Regions from separate parts of the Sus scrofa genome. Here region 2 is linked to region 1. The links are chromatin contacts, called in public Hi-C maps. All regions are on one chromosome and are shown on one strand. Each heading gives the region's core, a stretch centred on a gene start, on an enhancer-like site or on the middle of the called end of the contact. The rest is flanking DNA. Distances are from core to core; before and after follow the strand shown.

Evidence for each region. A called contact is a pair of places that touch in the nucleus more often than the background predicts.
Region 2: a contact with region 1 is called in a Hi-C map of skeletal muscle, with 4 times the contacts expected there. The contact joins the enhancer-like site here to the promoter of FRY in region 1. A contact is called at or near these places in 1 of 5 promoter capture datasets (liver), 7 of 47 Hi-C or Micro-C datasets (blood, embryonic fibroblasts, epiblast stem cells and 3 more) and 1 of 2 datasets of contacts at active chromatin or transcription factors (skeletal muscle).

Annotation. Positions count from the first base shown.
Region 1 is chr11:8,516,583-8,520,731 of Sscrofa11.1, reverse strand. FRY (protein furry homolog) reads right to left here and starts at 2,218. Exons shown (of 65, transcript XM_021065177.1): 1 at 1,816-2,218. The coding sequence starts at 1,885.
Region 2 is chr11:8,598,028-8,602,176 of Sscrofa11.1, reverse strand. All of the region lies in intron 3 of FRY (protein furry homolog), which reads right to left. Among named protein-coding and RNA genes, the nearest start is that of FRY, 82 kb to the right of the region's middle. Within about 2 kb of position 1,701, at least 8 of the 83 cell types and tissues checked have an H3K27ac peak or open chromatin away from gene starts, as enhancers often do. A contact at or near this core is called in skeletal muscle, where this site is marked.

The DNA.
Region 1 (4,149 bases), core at 969-3,468:
ACAGAAAACAGGTACTGTGTCTTCGGCACCTCTGGAGCTCCACAGCCTGGCACACAGGAGCTGTGGAATAAATATTTGCTGAGTGAACTGAAAGAATTCAAAACTGTGTCCCAGATACCGTCAAAGTAGAAAGGAACAGTCATTCTGAACCATCTCCTGATGTGAGTGTGGGGGGAGCGGAGAGAGTTTAGGCAGGGCGGAGAAAAAATGTGCTTTGGCTAAAGTAATCTGAAAACAGGCAAGGGGAGAAAGATTTTAAAAGAAATCCCCCTGGCCCCAGCATTGTCACAACATAATTTTCTGTCTAACGAGGCAATGACATTGATGGAGGAAAAGAATCTGGCCTTAACGCAGTCAACGTAATGATTGAAAACCACACACCGATGTCAAACTCAGAATGAGTCTTTCCAGATATTGGAAAACTGCTCCATAAAGAATCCTGTACATCCGATTCTTTTCATGAATCAGAGGGTGGAGAGACAAAGGAAGACTCATCCTGGAGGGCGAAGTATTAGACAAATAATGCATCTAAGATAAATGAATTATGGCTCCAACAAAGGAATGCTGTTGGGGTGACGGTGTCATTCCCAGATGGCTTCCCACTTGCAGAAACACAGCCTCAGACAAGCCCCCGAGTGTACACCGGGCTACAAAGTGACCTGGAAAAGATGGTTTCTATGGCTATCATTGAGAGATGCATATCCCCGAATACCTTCAGGCTGAAGGTACTTTGGCTCCATTCTCAAAGCAATTACGGCACAGGTTCTCCTGCCCAGGTTTTGTTTACATACGAACACTCTTGGCCGTGGGTCATTTGTGTAGGAGATAATTAAAATCACCAGCTCTTTGAGCACAGGTAGGTTAATTAGTATGCACAGGATACAACACAGTTTTTTTTTCCAGGAAAATGTTTTAAAATTTCAAACAATTAAGGATGTATAATACCTGCCCGCTGGTCTTTTATCTAAAGCAAGTACAAAAGATGATGGGTGAAATAGAGCAGACTTTGTTTTTCGACTATTCAGAAAATACAAGGCAGCAGTTGAGCACCTGAAGGCCTCATTGTAATTCTGATGCCTCGGAGGTTGTCTTTTTGAGAGACCTTACTGCTAAAATGTTAAGTAGGTCTGAAATGGAACTTCTGAAGTCATAACCTTCTGATATCCCAATAAATGATTTTATGGTCAACACCTCACTTGTTTATGTTTCAGAAAAGCACATTATTTGGACAATAACACACATCGGGATTTTTTTTAGAAATTCAAATATTATGATGGCATCCTCAGCATCATCCACATGGACAAGGGAGAGAGCAAATCAATCAGCAAATGCCTGTATTTTCAAAAAAAGATGAGTCAGGTTTTGGACTCTTAAATACTTTTTTTTCTTTAGACAATACCCTAATATAACAATTACGAAGTGCTGTGAAACCCTGCCACACCCCTCTGATTAAAGCACACTTCACAAAATACTTCCATAAAATCTGCACATATTAAATAAACACCAAGGCAGGAAATGCAGCCTGGAATGCCCCATCCTGCACTGGCCAGCGTCTGAAGGGCCATCTGACTCGAACATTTAATCAGACCAAATTTACTGTAATTCCACTGCAGCCTTTGCACTTCAGGAAAGCCAGTTCAGTCTCTGACATTTTGATTTTCACAGCAGATGGAAGCAGGCAAGGAAAAAAAAAAAAAAAAAAAAAAACCAACTTCCTCGGCTCCCAAGCATATGCGTCCAGTTGAGATTTTTATGTCTCGAACCTTATGCAACATCCAGCAAACAAACAAACAAAGGTTATTTTCTATTACTCACTATTACTCCAGGATTTCAGTAAATATTTGATACTGATCTCAAAGAAGCCGGAATCCTGCTGGCTGGCCATGTCGGCGGCATACAAAGAGGCGGCTCAGACTGGACTGGGAGCCGCTGGAGGAGCAGGTACCGGGCGTGGGGATGTGCCTGTCACAGGTTAGTGATGTAAGCGGGGTCAGCAGCGAGAGGAAGGCTCTGCAGATCTACCTCCGGCGCCGGCAGGGAGTCCTCATTTAAAGGACGCGGAGGAGCAGCAGAGAGATGCTCGGCCGCTCCTCCTCCTCCGGGTCCAGGACGGGCTTCTTATTTGCTGGGTGCCGATCGGAGCCCTGAGAGGCGGCCGCCGCCGCTGCTTTCATTTCTGGGCTGCCAGGACCTGCAACGCCCGCTGCCGGCCACGCACAGGCTCGGCGCCGGCAGGTGGGGACCGAGGAAGTCCCCACCTGCACCGGGATCCGTCCTCCCCGGGAGGGAGAAGGTTTCGCGGAGGCCTCCGGCCGCTCGGGCCGCCGCAGGGCTGAGGGCTGGGCTGGGCGCGCCTCCCCGCGCCCCGCAGTCTCAACCTGGGCCACCCTCGGCCCCTGCCTCGGGAGGAACTGCGGGGGGAATGGCCCAGCTCCCGCCGATCTGCAGAAACGCTCCTGGAGAGCCGGCCGTGCCGCACGGGCTGCGCTCCCCCCGCGGCTGCCCCTGGAATCCACACAACTGTGTCGCTGCAGTAAGGCGAGTGGCACCCTGGGTCTGGTTGCAGCGACGTTTTTGAAAAGCCCCATCGTCAGCCCCGTTGCAGTAGGAAAGCTTGCTAATAACACCAGGATATTGGCCTGGGCTTTTTCCTTTCCCATCACGGCGGAAGCTTCTTCCTCCCAGAAATGCTGTCATTTTTGAGGGGCACCCCCACCCTGGCGCGAGCACCCCAAGGGGACCGTACACTGTGCTTAGGCTTGTTTACCCAAGGCCAGGCTCCACAATGGATCTGCAAACCTGTCTTTTCTAAGAATCACAGAGCCCAATAAAGCTAATTCTTATTTGTATTAAAAAGCTAAGCAAAAGCATCATATTCCTTGCTGCACAAGGGGCTTTTGATTTCATGAAATCTTGATAGCAGGTGTCCTGATTTCAGTTAGCTTTGTTCCATGTTATTAGTTCGCTTGACCAGAGATTAAATAGGCCTAATTTTGACATGCTGCATTTGAGGAGGTGGGATTTAGCTAACCACTGCCGAGAACCATGAATCCTTCCCTTCCCCAGCACACTTATGATTAACATTTTCCAACGGGATTAATCAATTCCATTAATAATTTACAAAAAGTTTCACGCGCCCCTCCCCCACTCCAACATCTACACACAAACAGGACCTGCCAGACTAACATTTGAGAAATGGCAGGGAAAGTATGACACACTTTTTTTAAGATTAAATAAAAAAAAAAAATTCAACACCAAAGAATTTTTAGGACTATGCCCCGAAATGCCCCAAGACACTATCAGTGCAATGAGCCTTCCCAACTCTTTACACAAAAGGCGAGCACCCCACCACCGAGATTTCCAGCTCCACTCATAGCACCCTCTTCTCATCAAGTCTCCTCAGATTGACTTCTTTTTTACTTACATGCACACTAGAGCTGATGAGCTAATTTTGTTTTATCACGTGTACACTTGAATATAGGATTCCAGGTGACACAGGACCCCAAAGATTTACCAAAATGGCTATGACACCTGAAAACAAAGGCTAACATGCATGCCACCTTTTCTGGAGGCTCCCCCACCGTGGATGGCCCTAAATGAACAGGGAGGCTGCAGGGGGCCTGGGGTTAATGAGCACCAACATTCTCAAAACTCATCAGAACTTCCCAGCTATGAGACCTGGGGCAAATTATTAACCTCACTCGGCCTTAGTTTATTTGTCTATAAAATGGGATCATAATGGTACTGACCCCATGGAGTTGTTGGAAACAGTAAAAGATATTATAAATGAAAGTGCTCAGATAGTGTCTTGCGTACAATAAGCACTCAATTAAATTTTTGCCGTATTGATATTTAGTACAAACCCTTAGGTACTCTGAGATAGAATTTTAAAATTTAAGTTAAATATGTTTTTGTATCAGTTAAGATCTACCAGCCTTCTCTCTTTTTTTTTTTTTTTTTTAATGGTTGCACCTGCGGCATGTGGAAGTTCCCAGGCCAGGAATTCAATCTGAGCGGCAGTTGTGACCTATCCCACAGCTGCGGCAACAGCAGATCCTTAACCCACTGTGCTGAGCGAGGGACCAAACCTGCAACGCTGCAGCCTGGGCCGCAGCAGTCAGATCTTAACCCACGGTGGGAACTCCAACA
Region 2 (4,149 bases), core at 452-2,951, 82 kb before region 1:
GAATCCCACTGTTGGGCATATATCTGAAAAAAAAACCCTAATTCAAAAAGATACATGCACTCCATTGTTCACTCCAGCACTACTTACAATAGCCAAGACATGGAAGCAACCTAAATGTCCACTGGCAGAGGAATGGATAAAAAAAAATGCAGTACATATATACCATGGAATATTACTCAGTCATAAAAGGAATGAAATAACGGCATTTGCAGCAATATGGATGCACCTAGAGATTATTATGCTAAGTGAAGTAAATCAAAGACAAACATCCTAGAATATCACTTATATGAGGAATCTTTAAAAAGGATACAAATGAACTTATCTGTAGAACACAAACAGACTCCCAGACTTTGAAAACAAATTTAGGATTACCCAAGAGAATAGGTTGGGGGAGGGATTGATGGGGGGTTCCGGATGGGCATATGTACACCGTGGTATATGAAATGATTAGCCAACGGGGACTTGCTGTATAGCACAGGGAACTATACCCAATATTCTGTGATATTTATATGAGAAAAGAATCTGAAAAAGAATGACCGTGCATATAGGTACAACTGAATCACTTTTTTTGAATGGCAAAAAACATTCCATGTTAAATTCAATAACACGTTAAAAAGAAAAAAATCACACTTAAAAATATTCAATAGTATGAAAATGTTCATGATACGTTAAGTGAAAAAAAGTGAAAAAATCATTTAATTATGAACCCAATTTGATAGACACCCTATGTAATGAATATATAGAAAATAAGACCAACATACAAGGAGGAAATACCCCAACATGCAAGAGTGCATATTAAAACCGAGAGTTCTCAGGGCAGAGATCATAAGAGGGAGAGGGTGGATGGGAATTTAAGAGAAATGAAGGTAGGATTTTGCCTGGGCTTTTTTAGGAAAGGGTAGAAAATTTCATATGAGGATCAAGAAAGAAACCAAGCAGGGAGCCTAAGCAGGAAATCCTACAGTCATGAAGACACAAAATAACTGTTTGTTGATAATGATCATATGATTAATTTAACAGAGATTTTGAGGGAAATGAAAGAAGAAATATCTGATGGGTGTAGGGACTTTGGTAGACCAGAGCAGAGGGAAATAATGCTGAAAATTTTAAGTTGGAACTACATCATAAAAAGTACTTAATTCCAGTCTGAAAAATGTCAGTTTTCTTCTCTAGAAAATAAGACCCCACTAAAGATTTCTGCACAGGAAACTCAGCCCGTAAAAACGGCAATTAGGGAAGTTTAATCTAGCAGTGATGCGGAAGCTGGACCAAAGGAGTCTGCTATCAGAGACGGTTAAGAAACCACACACACACACACACAGATGCATGAATCGAATGAGGTTAGTACCACAGTTCCAGATGTGAAGTGAACAGGGCCTGAGCTGGGGAGGTGGCAGAAGAAATGGAAAACCTTAGTTAACTTAAAAGGTTTCTGCAGTTAAGCAGGCTCAGCTTAACTTCCTTTTATAGAAAGGGAACTTAGGAAAGCTCAAGGGCTTCATGTCAACAGGACTTTCCACTGTCACCTTTCAAACAGGCTCTGAGCCTGAACAAAGCGATGCTGGCTTTCTTCCTCAGGTTCTGTTTCTTTCTTTCTTTTTTCTTTTTTGGCCACCCTGCAGAGTTCCCAGGCCAGGGATCAGATCCAAGCTGTAACCTAAGCCACAGCTGCAGCAACCCTGGATCCCCAACCCACTGCGCCAGGCCGGCAACGACCCTGTGTCCCCGGCACTCCCAAGTCACTGCCGATCCCGCTGCGCCACAGTGGGAACCCCTCAGGTTCTATTTCTTAGGAGTTTATTTCACGCTCTCATAATTACGGTCATATGTACCTAATACAAAATTGTACATTATCTTTAGTTATGTGTTACTATAAGTTGAAAAATAAACAGGCGATTGCATTCACCTTACCCTGTAAGCCTAGTAGCCACTGTTACAGGTTTTGTAATTTAAAAATGCCTTTTTTTTTTTTTTTTTAAAGAGCCCTTTCCTCCTTGCTGTAACATCCACAGCCACAACAAATCTTCCTGCCCCTCCTGGGGATATAATAGCAGGAAATTTTTGGAGACAAGCCAATGATGGTGTGTCAAGGGGGGAATTTACTAGATCGCTCTAAGGTTACCCCTGCACCAGAAAGGCTATTTCCTCAAGTCACCATCATCTAAAATAGTTCGAACTGGGAAATGAAGGGGGTTCCTCCCACAGGGGAAAAGGGATCAGAGTTCAGAGCCCTTGACCATGGGTTAATTCTCTCTCGATTATTGAATATGTAATAAAATTCCAAAGCATCTATTATATTTCAATAATTTAAAAATGCCTGAAGAATTCTGGAGGAGACTTGGGGAGACACCACGACTGAAATGTAATGTGGCATCCTAGATGGTATCCTGGCACAGGAGACAGGTGTTGGGGAAAAACAAACGAAATACAAAGAGAGACTAGAGTTTAGTTCGTAATAATGTAGCGATGCTGGTTCCTCAGTTATAACAAAGGTACCATGGCACTGTAAGATGTTAACAGGCAACGCTGGGGCTGGGTATAGGACAACCATCTGGAGGCTCATCGGGTTAAGGATTTGGCGTTGTCACTGCGGTGGCTCAGGTTGCTGCCGCGGCTCGAGTTCAATCCCTGGCCCTGGAACTTCTGTGTGCCTTAGGAGCAGCCAAATTAAATTAAAGTAAAAGTTTGTTTCAAAAACACCTGTGTGGGATATTTACAAGCTCCTTCGTTTACAACAGACCCATGAGGGTGATATAAACCTGTGCCCGATTCTTAAACCTCTCCAGGTAGAGCGTCCAGCAGCTTCACTTAGGGGTGACCCACGTTCTCCAAGGAGAACATCAATAGCGTTCTTCAAACCTCAGCTGTCATAACTGTTTCTACCCATTAAAAAGTCATCCTGAAGCCATTCTTGGTATTCTATCTATTGGGCATACTTTCCATGGAAACACACGGAGACCATCTTAGGAGAGATGAAAGGTCAGCACGGGGGTGGATGTGTGTGTTTTTTCCATCGCTCTGTCACTGCCCTTTCGAGTCCAGGCTTTCAGGAAGGAAGGGTGGAATTTGCAAAGACCTGGCCCTCAAAGTGCAGGAAGGGAGGAAGGTCTAGCTGGCTCCTTGGTTACTCAACTCCCTTCATTTTACGGGAAGCCGAGCCAATGGGGAGATGAATTCGAGCTCTGTGCTGCTGTTGGAAGGGGCAGGCCCATCGACAAAGATGTTCTTGTTGCATTTAAATGATCATATTCTTCCATCATAGATGAGCTAGGTACTGTCAGCGTGAGGAGATGAAGCGCACAGCATCACAGAGCTATTTCATGCTGCTGTTTTCTTTGTGGGGGGAGCTGAGGAGGGGGCTACCAAATGTACTTTGCAAATGTTTTTTTAACGTTTGCTTTGGCATTTTATATATAAATAGGCTAAAAGAGACTGTGCATTATGCGGTAGCTAAGTCATTAATTTTTCATAAGCATTTTATTATACTTGCTGAATGCAAAGAAGGAAACTTCATATATAAATATTTGAATAATTACTCAGTGGAATCACTGCACATTTTACAGTAATAAGGCTGACTTGTCATGAGTGGTGCCTTTAATGAATAATTTTAAAGTAACTTCACTGATGGTTTAATTTCTCAAACTTGTTCAGGTAGCCAAGCACCTGGGGGCCAGGGTACTTTCTATGTCATACTGCGAAATACAAATCTATTAAAGCAGTTCAAATGCAACTTGTTTTTACTTGAACACGTTTCATGCTATCGATAGATTATAGTATTTGATGAGTGATGATAGACAGCAATGCTTAAGGATGATTATAAAAAATTATAAAAATCTGTATGTTAAATATATTTTTTTTGCAAATCAGGAAAAGATCTTCATTTTTAAACATCTTGGGCTAATCCGTGGAATTCACTGTTCCCCTGGAGAATAATTTAAGAAACACTGACTAACATGAATGCGAATCTAATGCCAGCTCATTTGTTTTTACTCTTATTTGCTTATAATTTTCATGGATATATTTTAAATTTTCATTGAACTGTAGCATAAGACTCCATGTTGAAGCACTAGAATTTCATCTGTCTCCTTTGCAGGAAAATTATGACTACCCAAGACGGTAAAAAGCCAATTTAGTCCTATTATAGATTTA